2 separate regions of the Sus scrofa genome follow, and region 2 is linked to region 1. A link is a contact called in public HiChIP or PLAC-seq data. All regions are on one chromosome and are shown on one strand. The core of a region is the stretch at or near the end of the contact, and the rest is flanking DNA. Distances in the headings are between cores, read along the strand shown. Region 1 has its middle 190 kb from the start of BCL6. Region 2 overlaps LPP (lipoma-preferred partner).

Region 1 (3,699 bases), core at 580-3,079:
TGTGCTAAGGACTGAGGGGACTCAAACACGCCTTGATTCCCTGATTTTGAAAGCTGGAGAAGGTGGGGGGTGGGGGAGGCACACTGTCAGAAGACTCCAGTGAAGTGTCATGCCAGCAGAGAGAGGCACAGCTGTGTGTCTAGGGGTGTCGAGGTATGAGAGTAGGAAAAGGAACATGTGCAAACAACTCAAGGGCCATATGTTTGGGGAAGACCAGCAGGGGTGGGTGGTCTGGACTGAGGGGAAAACGCAGGATAAGAAGAGGCCAAAGTTCAAGCCAGAAATCTGGGGCCGGTGTATGAAAGACTCTGAGGCTGTGCTAATGTGCTAGTTTCTTCCCCCAGTCAGCCCAGTTGGAGGTGGTGCCTTGGATAATTTTGCAGAGCCTCGGCTTCCCCTGCTGTGAGACGGAAGCCATGGATGTTGCCCGTGAGGGACCCGAGGGAAGGTGGGGCAGGGGGAGCGGTGGCAGAACGTGCTGCGCAGCTCCAGGGGAGTATGTGAAGGGGATGCGAATCACAGATATTTATAATTGCAGCAAACTGAGACTGCGGGCCACCAAGCACTTCCTCTGGAAATCCTGAAAATCTGCCGCCATGGGGCTGTGCCCAGATCCCAGCTGGAGGTAGACTTCTCTCTTCTCAGCTCCTGCCAGGCTGGTCTTCTTACAACAAACTCTAGATCCTTCCTTAATTCTACCTAGGAGGATAGGAGACAGCTCCCCACCCTCCTGCCCTCCCTTTTAAAGAACCCCCACACCAAGCCCTAAACTCCCAGGTCACGGCAAGCTCCCTTTTAGTCCTCAGTGCCTCATCAGGCAGTCCTGTCAAGACCAGACCCCAGAGCTGAGAAGCAGCTTGGGAAATATAATCCAATTTCCACTAGTCACCTAACATGGCCCCTCATTTATGGATCCAGCCGACGCCAGGCTTGTGCTGGGCATCTGGGGAGCTAATGGAAAGGCTGGGCAGGGGCTGACCTCAGAAGGAGAGAGGGAAAAAGACCAGCCGCAGAATTTCCTCTTCTACCAAAGAATGGGAAAGATCACATTGATTCCCACCTTTTCTTCTTTCTTTAAATACAAATGGAGCTTCTTTTTCAAATGTTATCTTTTAAGGGACCCCATCTATACAACTGGAAAGCACCTATCCCTCAGGTACTTCACAGGGATCCTATAACCGTGCTTCTCAAACTTTAATGCACGTGTGAATCCACAGTGGATCTGGTTAAAAGGCAGATTCAGATCTAGAGGTCTGTGGTGGGATCAGACGTCTGTATTTCTATCAAGCTCCTGGTTGCTGTCAATGCTGGTGGTCCATGGACCACATTTTAAATAGCAACCATTTAGAGCTCTAAGGATTATTGTTTGAAAACCATTCCTCTTTAGGATTGAGAGCTAGTGGGTCTCCCCACTCCCCATCCCTGAATAAATCAAACCAAGTCTCCTGGATTAGTGTCTCCTTCTCTGCTTGAAGTCAGCTTCAGCAGTTAACTCCACACCAAAGTCCTCGGATCACCTCCTTACCTCCTTCTGGCTGGAGGTATCTGTCACCTCCACAAGGCAGGCTGGGAAAATTCCTGAGAGGCTTGGCCACGAGGAAGAGCTTTAAGGTGTGGCCTTCACTCTAACAGGAAAAGTACAAAAAGTTCAGGTTAATCTTCTTCACAGACAGACAGACTAACAGACAGAGAGAAAGATCAAGCCACCGTTCCCACTGGCTTTGAAAAGGATAGCACCTTGTCCCTGTCCTCCCCTCACCCCAGCTGATGAATGATGGGAGTCATTCCCCCTCACACTCTGCCTTCCAGGCCCATCCCCTTCAGGACTGAGATGCTCCCACTGAGGTCAAAGGTATTTTTAGCTCTGTTCGTGTGGGCCCATGCTTGGCCAGTACCCCCTGGACATTCATCTTGGATTCCACAAATGCCAGGTCTCCTAATCCAGGAGGCACAGAGGCAACAGGGGAATCTGAATGCACTGGAAAATGCAAGACATGGCCTTTTGAGGATTTTGTCCACATGCCATGTCTGATAAAGCAACAGTAACACCTAATGCTCAGAAAATGCTTCAGCATTCAGAGTACTTCCACTGGCCTGGCCTCATTTCATCTGCCCAAGAGGCTCATGAGAAAGACAAGACAAAAGAGCTATTCTTACTCTACTTAATGGAAGAGCCAAGTGACTAGCAGGGCAGAGCTAGTAAGTGGCAAACTTGGGTTTTCTGCTTCCAAGTCCAAGCCCAGTACTCTTTCCCATATTCCTGGGAAACCCAGTCTTTTGCTTTTTCTTTAGCTTTGTTTTGGTTTTTGGTTAAACCCTGCAAGAAGTTTAACCTTCTCCAACAGAACTTCATGTTAAAAGCCGGGATCATCCATGCTTTTAAGAAATGGAAGACTAGATATAAGGAAGAAAGAGGCAGTAGATATCAATGGTCCAAGAGGAAGGAGAGGATACACTCAAAATAAGGTGACCAAAGAGAGATTAATTTAAGTATAATTCATAAAGGTTGAGCCAAGGTCAAGGAAAACCAAGAGACAGGGAGGCACCCTGAGGCTAACAATAACCTGGAGCTGTTACTGGTCCTTGGGATGAAAGGGCAAAAGGAGAGATTACCAGAATGTAGCAGAAAAGTAGGCAGTGCTGGGGAGCTGGCAGGGGGCTGCCCAGCTGGAACTGTGGCTTCTGACACTTTGGATGCACCCAACCATTGCCAAGCTACAGCAGGCAGGTAGGGGGCTAGGAAGGAGCCATCCTCACATCTCCTTCTCCCACCCTCCCACCACCTAATCGGTGCCAGGCTGAATCCAACCAGAAGGCAGAGGGCAGGGGAACCTACTGGTCTTCACAAAGGTCAACCTCTTGGAGGTGGGAAACAAGAAGGAAGGAGTGTGAATGTTGCAGGTGAGACAGAAAATGCCCGGCCCAGATTTGCTGGCACCTGCCAGGGGCAGGAAGTTGGTTGAGGGAGGCACAGTCCAGAGTCTGAGGGGGTAGGATTTGAGGGGGGAGTCATAGCCCCCTCTCAGAGTAAAAGACACCCCAGAGCCTAGCTGCAGCTCTCCAAGAACGAATCTGGCCCTGGTCTCAGGGGAGCACAAGAAAAACCAGATCAAGAGCTCCCGAGAGACATCACTAACCCCACAGAAGGGTTGGCCATCCTGGAGCCTGGGTTTAAATCCCAGTTCCTTCATTTTTCTCTGGGTGACTCCAGACCATTCATTTAATCTCTCTGAGTCTCTGCGTCCCTGTCTGTGAAATGAGTATAATAATAACAACCCCTGGGCTGCCTGTCTCAGGACTGGCCAGCATTCCACAAACTGGGGAGAATGCTGTGGATTCCAAGTGGCCTCAACTACCTAAATCTCATGTACTCTCTGCAAAACATGCTCCCAGTACCAGATTTGAGGAAGGTTAAAGCCAAGGGAGCTCTAGACTCACCTCATCAGCCTTCTCTCATCTGATAAGAAGACACTGAGAAAGAGTTCCCACACCCACAGTGGGTAGCAGAGCTGGAGGACACAGGTCTCCTCTCACAGGCCCATAGTGCCTTCCAACCTGCTTTTCACGTGACAATCAAGTGAGATAAAGGAACAGAAAGTGTGTTGTCCATCGTATACTGACAGTTTTTATAATTAATAACAATATCTCCCCTACAAACCTCTCCAGGCCTGAAGATTCCCATCATTAATTATATCTTTA
Region 2 (3,699 bases), core at 692-3,191, 790 kb after region 1:
CAGTGGTAGCTAATATGCTAAATTTGTTTTAACATCCATGGGAGTTCCCATCATGGCTCAGTGGTTAATGAATCCAACTAGGAACCATGAGGTTGCAGGTTCGATCCCCAGCCTCGCTCAGTGGGTTAAGGATCTGGCATTGCCGTGAGCTGTGGTGTGGGTCACAGATGCAGCTCAGATCTGGCGTTACTGTGGCTCTGGTGTAGGCAGGCGGCTACAGCTCCAATTATATCCCTAGCCTGGGAACCTCCATGTGCTGTTCTAGGTGCAGCCCTAGAAAAGACAGAAAAAAACAAATAAAACATACATTTCTGTACAGTTTTATTGCATATCTCTAATATGTAATATATATCATATATTATTATATATTAGCTCTAATATATATTATATATAGTATATGTTATGTATTATCTCTAATATATATATTATATATATCATACTTTATATATGATATATATTATTATATATTATCTCTAATATATATGTTGTGTTGTTTGCATATAGTATTTCTTAATTTTAAATGAATGTATTGTATCATACTTATTTTTCTGAGACTTTTTCACTCAAAATTGTAAGACTAGGGTGTATAAATATGTATGAATTATATGATAATTATTTAAGAAAATCTAAGGAAACCTAAATTATTTATTAGTAACCTAGCAAAATCAAAATAGAAATTTACATTTAGAAAATAAAATGGGAAAAAAATCTTTATGAAGAAGCAACAAAAACAAAATACCTAGGTAAACCTTTAAAAGGGTAAATGATCTAAGTGAAGAATGCTATAAAATTTTACAGGGATAATTAACTCAGGAGCAAAATGATTGGAGGATTGAATATGCTTTGGAAAGCACCTCTCACTTTAACAGGCATTTATATCATCACCCTGTAATTATACAACAGCTCAACTTTCAGTGGGAGAATAGTTACTGCACTGTCCTTTGCTGATGGATTTTATTTAGCCTTTTCCCCTATAGAGCCCCTAGCCCTTTGCTGATTTTCATTACTGCCCACCACATCCCTGCAGGCTATACGGCCCTCCCTGGAAAGGGTAGTAAGGCTCCCACCTGGAAGAAGATGGCCCAGAATAATAGAGACCTAGCCAGACATACCTTTTGCCACAGTCTGCTATCCCAAACTCTACTTTTTTCTCTTGTCATAGAGATAGAATGCTTTTTAAGAGCCAGGAGGAACCTTAGAAATTCAATAACGTCATTTTATAGCTGAGAAAACCTAAAGCCTGAGAAAGCTGACTGATTTGCCTGAGGTTATATGGTTTATTAATGTCAGAGGCAGGAATAGAAACCATGAGCCTTGATGATGCCTTCAAAGAACTGCTTTCTTTGGGACTGACATGAGAGGTTTAACCATATGTGACTACAGGGCCCAGAGTAACATCCCTAGAAAATACTGGATTGCATAAATTTTGGTTGGAGAGTTTAGACATAAGACAGAAGTTGCTTCAGCCCTAACCAGAATGGAGAGTCTCAGATTTCCAGGTTACATGCCTCTGAAACTTTATGCTAGAACTTTCCCACTGCCCTAGTTTGTTTATTTTTAAATCAAGCATGAACTCACCACTTGGTGTTTGCCAGAGTTTGGATGAATGTCAGCATCAGGCCGCTGTAATAATGGTTTAAGATTATTTAATCCTATTACTTATACACTTCATTAGGCTGAGTGAATTGTTGGCAGTGGTTCAGTAAACTTCCTACTTTAGAGATAGATAAAAGGTTGGAAAGAAAATGGGGAAGGAGTCTGTTCCTTGTTTTCTTTCATATTTATCCTATATCTCCTAAAGGATGAAGGAATGATAATTACTCAGTACAGTGCAAAATCTGTATTAGTAGGGTCTTTTTAACTGGACTGTACCCTCAGAACCGAAAAATGAATACATTTTCGATTAGAATTAAAGATTTGGGCAGAGGAGATAGAGGGAGGAAAGGAGAGAGAGAGAGAGAGAGTGTGTGTGTGTGTGTGTGTGTGTGAGAGAGAGAGAGAGAGAGAGAGATTATGCTTTCAAACTGATCTTAAAAATAAACCAGAAAATAAGTTGGAAGAGTCCTAAGTAAGATATTCAATCTTTCATTTAGGGGGCCTGAGATGAGGCAGCAAATATTTTTAGAGAAAGAATATGGAATTTAACTTCAGACACTAGTCTGCATTCACTTCATTTCTTTTAGCTTAAATTTCCTCACAAATAGAATGAAAATGGTATTTCTTACCCCAGTGGCTAAGTGAGGGTTCAGAGAGGCTGATGGGGCTGAATAAAACTCAAAGTGTGGAGGCTCTGAGCAGTAAATAACTGCATAGACTGAGGCTCAGGAACATATGTACAGAACCTGCAGAAGAGAAGTTTGTGTAGCTTGAATCCCCAAAGGACAGTTATTCTTCCATGTTTCAGTCTCCAGAATGTTATCTGCACACTGCTGGTTTGAGAGCTTGAAGAGTCTGAGGACCAGTCACCAGTCATGAGCCTCAGGGAGCTTGGTTTTCCCAAAATGTGCCAGAGGCCACCTGCTTTGGAATCACCCTGAAGTCCTCATTAAAAACAAAATTCTGGACTACTCCCCAGAATTCCTGCACAAGAAGCCAGGAAGTTAGCATTGTTTATAAGGCTCTTGGAGAAGGTTCCTTTGCACACCCAGATTTGAGATCTATGTGCCTAGACCTCCAGCCCAGCTCGTGTAAGAAGCAGTCCTGAAACACTTCACTTTTACCCCACACGCCTCTCCTCCACATTCCTTTTACAATACTGGGCCAAACTGGACACTTCTCCCAGACATTGCTATCTTAGCCTTCTCTCTCTGTGCCCAGCCTGCTGTCTGCCTTGTACCTTTCTCCATCTCCACCATTTGAAAATCTATCTCATCCAACCTTAAAAAAGCTTTCCTGGAACTTCCCTAAATAGATGGGGCCTTTTCTGAACATGCAAGGCTTTTATTTCTCCCTCTCTCATAGGTTTTAACCTTCTACAATTGGTGTTATAGCCATTTGAGATTTTTGGCATATTCCCTTATGAATTTGAAACCATTATTGGGGTGGGGGTTATCACATTTTATTCTTTTTTTCTTTCCCTTAGTTCTTGTCCCAACGGGTGTGCCTCTGGTTGCTTTGATATTTATTTGGGGCGGGTGGCTGGAGGGGAATTGGGTTTCCATTTAGATCCCAGTGTCTCCTAAGAGAGTCTTTGACTCTTTGTCCTTTGCTGTACCTTGGATTTGGGACTCTATGTGTGTATAAGAAGCAGAGAAGAGAACTTGGCTTGGGGAGCCTGTCAGCAGTCATTGCTGAAATGTAAATGTAAAAAATTGAAAAGAAGGATGTGAGAGTGAAGCCAGCTGTCTTGCTTCCAGCTGTAGAATTATCATAAGAGCTGTTGCACTCAAGGGCAAATGCACAGGCCCAACTTGTAGATGAAAATTGCTGGGGAGTTTGGGTGGAAATTCTCTGATATTCTGATGACTTTGAATGGGGACATGGTAATTCCTTCCCCTAGTCAGGCTTACTTAAAAAAAATAAAAAAAAAAAAAGAACTTACTTCCTGGATCTCTCTTTTGCTCACCTCCCTGCAGAATCAGAGGATGCCAGGCAAGGCTGGCATCATCTTTATTGCAAGGCAAGAAGGCAAGTGCTCTTTTTGAGTGTTTCATAGTAACAAGCATCTGATATACTGTCAGGTCTTAAAAATATTTTTTT

The links. HiChIP or PLAC-seq counts read pairs in DNA pulled down with a chosen protein or histone mark.
Region 2: a contact with region 1 is called in an H3K27ac HiChIP or PLAC-seq map of skeletal muscle. The contact joins two enhancer-like sites. A contact is called at or near these places in 2 of 2 datasets of contacts at active chromatin or transcription factors (alveolar macrophages and skeletal muscle).

The regions. Positions count from the first base shown.
Region 1 is chr13:125,578,637-125,582,335 of Sscrofa11.1, forward strand. No RefSeq gene overlaps it. Among named protein-coding and RNA genes, the nearest start is that of BCL6, 190 kb to the left of the region's middle. Within about 2 kb of position 1,830, at least 3 of the 83 cell types and tissues checked have an H3K27ac peak or open chromatin away from gene starts, as enhancers often do. A contact at or near this core is called in skeletal muscle, where this site is marked.
Region 2 is chr13:126,366,745-126,370,443 of Sscrofa11.1, forward strand. All of the region lies in intron 8 of LPP (lipoma-preferred partner), which reads left to right. Among named protein-coding and RNA genes, the nearest start is that of MIR28, 86 kb to the left of the region's middle. Within about 2 kb of position 1,942, at least 7 of the 83 cell types and tissues checked have an H3K27ac peak or open chromatin away from gene starts, as enhancers often do. A contact at or near this core is called in skeletal muscle, where this site is marked.